Regions from separate parts of the Cyprinus carpio genome. Here region 1 is linked to region 2. Evidence: chromatin contacts called from public Hi-C data. All regions are on one chromosome and are shown on one strand. The core of a region is the stretch at or near the end of the contact, and the rest is flanking DNA. Distances in the headings are between cores, read along the strand shown.

What was found. A called contact is a pair of places that touch in the nucleus more often than the background predicts.
Region 1: a contact with region 2 is called in a Hi-C map of red blood cells, with 5 times the contacts expected there. The contact joins the promoter of galt here to the promoter of LOC109097261 in region 2. A contact is called at or near these places in 2 of 8 Hi-C or Micro-C datasets (red blood cells and skeletal muscle).

The regions. Positions count from the first base shown.
Region 1 is chrB10:4,907,907-4,910,606 of ASM1834038v1, reverse strand. It overlaps galt (galactose-1-phosphate uridylyltransferase), which reads left to right and starts at 1,340. Exons shown (of 11, transcript XM_042732165.1): 1 at 1,340-1,712; 2 at 2,293-2,462. The coding sequence starts at 1,676. LOC109097495 (sigma non-opioid intracellular receptor 1-like) reads right to left here and starts at 1,262. Exons shown (of 4, transcript XM_019111148.2): 1 at 999-1,262; 2 at 501-701. The coding sequence starts at 1,143.
Region 2 is chrB10:4,385,498-4,388,197 of ASM1834038v1, reverse strand. LOC109097261 (L-cystatin-like) reads left to right here and starts at 1,378. Exons shown (of 4, transcript XM_042732163.1): 1 at 1,378-1,734; 2 at 1,881-2,032; 3 at 2,121-2,222; 4 at 2,347-2,700. The coding sequence starts at 1,641. The coding sequence ends at 2,433.

The DNA of each region.
Region 1 (2,700 bases), core at 91-2,590, 520 kb before region 2:
ACTAAAAAAAAAAAAAAAAAAAAAAAAAAAAAAAAAAAAAATGAATATTATTACAAACATAGTTTTATAGTCCTAGTAATTTTAGTAATACTTCATCAACTTTAACTTATTTAATTTTAGTGAGAAGCCAAGGCAAAACACCACCTTCACCACCAATAATAATAATAATAATAAAAAAATAGAAATTGGGAATATAGAAGATTTGCCGTATTTTATGTCTATTAAGATTTTGTGACCATATTTTATCTCAAAAAGAGATTCATATTGTTTTTTTTTTTTTTTTTTTTAGAATTTATATTCTAAATAATACTGCTATACACAATTGTTTTCAATTATTATTATTCTGCAACAAGTTAACTCGAACTTAGTGCTTAATTAAAAAATAAATAATGTTGCAGTGCAAAAAGTCATATGATCCTATAGCAGTCTTTATTTTAGATTATTTCTTTCTTTCTTTTAATTTTGAGGACAAACATGCCCTGGAGCTGCTCTTGACCCACCTGAATGTCCACCCGTGTCCACGGCCGTCCCGAACAGCAGCACATACTCTGTGAGAGAGGCGTGCAGCAGACACATGGAGCCCATCCAGCCGCCCGCATTCACAAACACCCACTGCAGGTCCTCTTCGGGCAGGATGTGACCCGGATACCTCTTCCTCAGCTCCACCACCACCTTAGAGAAGGCTTGCTCGTGGTCCTGGCCTGGGACACACAAACACACAAGCTCAGACATCTAGTTTTATTTAGTTAAGACATCTATCAGACAAGTGACAAACTAGGAAGAATAATTACTGGACAGTTATGTTATCAGATATGGTATTTGCTCAATATACACTTTAAACAATTCTTTTAGATAGACAACATGAGCATTTGAATACAGCTTTAAAGCTCTGTGTTGCTAGGAAGTGTATATTCGCAATATACATATATAGAAACCAATTACTGCAACATCATAGCAACAGATGTGAGAACAGAGACAGGTGATGTGTGTTTACTCACCTGCATATTGTCTGGCTAACTTGGCAACATCTTCTTTTGTAAAGACATATTGTTTATTTGCCATCCAGTATCTTATAAACTGAACTGTCAACACCAGAAACCCGACAACCACCACCGTTTTCAGAATAATTCTTATTACAGACATCGTTATCCGGGCACAAACGACTGTTTAAAGGTAAGACTGCAAAAGACATTAAAGAAGACTTCATTCAGACACACGTGAAAGGAGACGGGCGATGACGCGAGGTGACGTCACTCCACAAACGGCGAGTTCTAGACCAATGAGATCGCTCAGAGCGCTACACGGAAGAAGGCGGTGCATCGTTATCATCAATACGCCACTAAAATACGCAAAATACACACAGCACATTTTATTGACACAGTGAAACTGTATCATAAAAAACTTGATCGAATAAATTAATGTATTTATGTATGTGGTATTATTTATGTTCTCGGGTTGAGCCTGTAAACGGTGCCAGCACTGCTCGGTTTATTCCTCTTTAGAAACCGCATACTGCGTTTTGTTTGCGCAGCACTGTTCACGTGAGGACACTGAGGAGGAGATCAAATGAAAACTTGAACTCTAGAAAGAAACAATCAGTGAATTCATGTTAAAAAACCCGTGACAGGTAATCGGATATATTTCGAAACCACGGGGGATTATATTAAGCAGTAAGATGGACAGTACCAGTAAACCCACGTTTGATCCTAAAGGTGAGGAATGTTTCTACATGTTGACACCTGTGCATATTTCTGTTCTGAGCTTTGAACTGTGCGCGATTCACGGACAAATCTACATGCCATGCAACAACCTCTATTTGTTACTATTCCTGTGGTTTGAATCCACTGAAGATATTATACGTGATAGATGAGTCACGTGACGGCTGGCTGTGAAGCGGATCATGTGATTGATTTATCAAGCGGTGGGAAGTCCGAATCATTTTAAAGAATCGGTTCGTTTGGACAGTTTATGTCAATGAACCGATTCAAACGGTTTAAACTCATTTCACTAGCTATGCATCGCTTTTAGGAGTAATTTTTTTATACTGTACATGCTATTGTTTATCACAATGCTTTAAAATTAGTATGGGTTGCTTGGAATTTTATGATAGTTATGTTTGTTTAAACTGTCAAATTGTCCTGTGAAATTCATTAAACGCTTCATTAAGCGCTTTACGAAATCGACTCGTTCAAAGATTATTCGTTTGTGATTTAGAAATGAACACTCCGAGTGGCAAAACTCAGCTTGTTACCTTTCAAATAAAATGTCATGTCATTCTTGAATTTGTTTCAGAGCACCAGCATTTAAGGTACAACCCCCTGCGGGACTCCTGGGTTCTGGTGTCGGCTCACCGGATGAAGCGTCCGTGGAAAGGACAGGTGGAGAAACCTCCAGAGGACAACACCCCACGACACGACCCGAACAACCCCCTCTGTCCCGGCAGCGTGAGGGCCAATGGAGAGGTGAGCAAAACATCTCTTCCCACTGAGTGAGTGTCGCCGAGGTGTCATTACAAGAAGTGAGACACAAAACTGAAGAAAAAAAAAATGAAATGCATGCAAGCTCTGTTGATGTTATAACATTAACTCCCAGACAGATAAGTTATTTTTGACAGCATCCTCATTTGACAGCATTTTACACAAGTGCCTGAAGTTTTTAACAGTAGTGATCATGTGACACTGAAGACTGGAGTAAAGATGA
Region 2 (2,700 bases), core at 129-2,628:
ATTGGTAATATTTTATTTAAAAAGCTCATCTGTCAGCATGGCCTTTATGAGACTACGGGCTGATTGTTTTGTCTGGGGTTTTGTTATACAGCGAGGGTGTGATTTCTGTAGCACATGTTCTAGATTGCTTTTAAACGTGGCCTTGAGAGGAATTTAGACGTCACTGTTCAGGACAAATAACTGATTATCTTCCTGGGACCAGCAAAACATGTTTTTGGGGTTTAGAATTTGCATAGTGTTTAAAGAATCATTATAGGGTTTGGAGTATAAGCAACATATGATTTTTTTTTTTTTTTTAAGAAAACATTAGAGGACATTATACTTGACACTATATATGCAAATACTTCTCTTTCAGAAATCAATTTTAAAGTTTTATTTGACATTGAACTTACAATAATAACCTAATAAATAACCTACAATATATGTAATACTGATATAAAAATGTCTGTATGGTATTAATTTGTTGTATTTTTGTATGCAAGACGCTTTGAATTGTATTTTTTAACTTCTTCCTATCATCAACATAACTTTGCAAAAATTGTACAAAAAAGAGTGTTTGTCCACCCATAATTTCAACCATAATGTCCAACAATCTTTTTTTTTTTTTTTTTTTGTATATTGAAGTGTGTAATACAAAAGAAAATATAATAATGGTAGTATTTAATTGCCAAAATTCATAAGGACAATTATGACATTTTTAAAGGAATATTGATATATAATATAATGTTTTACAGTATTCAACAATTAATTCAACCAACAGAACACTATGAAATCACATTTAAAGTAAACAACTGAAATCAATCAAATAAAATGTATTCTACTAATGCAAAATAATATACAGTAGCCTACATACTGTTTCTGTATAACCCGATCTCACGAGAATGCGTACTGTATCAATAGCACGAGTTAATGTTTCGATTTGGCGTACTATATTATTTATACGCAGAAATTGACTTTGGCGTGCATATGATACGCAATGGGTAGGATTAGGGGTGTGGGCTAGATGCGGATCATATGCAGCCAAAACTGTATTAAAAGCACGTCAAACACGTGCTTATCATATGCACGCCAAAGTCAATTTCTGCGTATCAATAATAGCACGATTTTCTGTTTGTATTTGGTGTAACGTTACTATTTATAGGCATTTTCATGAGACCAGGTAAAATGTATTATTATTATTAATAATTATTATTATTATTGATAATAATAAAAACGATGGCATATCTGCGAATTTTGTCCAAAAAAAAAAAAAAAGGTGAAATGTTGATCAGATATACAGTAGCAATAAGTAAGTAGCGACGTTTGTTTTCAAGTGTAGTTAAACTCTTTTTAATCTTTACCTGTAAGTGACAGGAAGTTAAATCACACACCGAGAGCCGTCTGTGTTCTGACAGCCGGCCGGCAGCTTACGGTGTAAGCAGATTACCGTTTATTTCCTCGTTTTCTGTCCTAAAACACCCTCCACACACAGTTTTCCCTTGACTCACCGTCTGTGTGGATTCATCATTACGTAAGTGGGCGTCGCTGGCGGGAATGGCGTGAGGCTCAGGCGTCAGGCATTCCTTGACTACATGGCAGATTTCTAAAGCCGTCTCCACATTCACTGGCTCATTCTCTCAGAGAGCACACAGCCGGCAGCCATGGACATCTGCTTTCTGCTCGTCGTGTCTTTTCTCTCCGTGTTTCACTTCAGCAGTGCTGACCAGCCTTTGGAGGAAGCAATAATTGTACCAAGTAAGCTCTTTGTTCATGTTATATTGTATTGTTTACAAAATGCCAAATGTTTTGCATTCAGTCCATGGCTTTCACGAGCACAAACTCTTCAAATGTTTCTTCAAGACCCAGTACTGTCACTGATATTCTCAGTCCATGTCTCACAGGAAATGTGGAGCTGCTCGGCGGCTGGACTCTCGCTAATCCCAAGAGGGAAGATGTTCAAGAGGCTGCTAAAGAAGCTGTAGAGGTGTTCAACACGAAGTCCAGAGCAAAGAGATACTTCAAACTCATCAATGTCACATCGGCCAGCACTCAGGTACAGGTTTCATGTTTTCATATGTATTTTCTGATATGTGTCAATGTGTATTAATCCACATTAAATGACAGCCAAACTTTGTGTCCAGGTGACGAATAAGATAAACTACAAAATAGAAGCCACAATTGGAAAGACAAAATGCCGCAAATCAGAAGATAATGATATTCAGGCATGTGGCATGGCAAAAAGGGTAGATTTATTTCGTTCTTTTTTTTTTTTTTTTTTTTTTACACTTGATTGTAGCCAAAATGACAAAAATCTACACATGCATACTACCATTACTCTTCAGATTTTTACTTATTTTTTTTTTTTAGCAACTGACATGTAAGATTGAGGTGACCCTCGACCCAAAGACTGATGACCATGAGGTGCAGAAGATATCCTGCAGAAGATCCGCTTAATTTGACATGGACCCAAGTCTCTACAGTTTTGTACTTTTGAATAGCCGATCACACATTCTTTATCTTGACATTTTCTTTTTCCTGATGATATAGCTTATTTAAAATGGAAAACTAGTTAAGAGACCCTAAAATAAAGCGAATAGAGCAACAGTTAATTCACAAAAAAACTGCAAATCAAATATCAGTATTTTAGTTGGTTTCTCACATGATAAATATTGTAATTACATGTATTTGAAAACTATTTTACATTTTAGACATTATAACCAC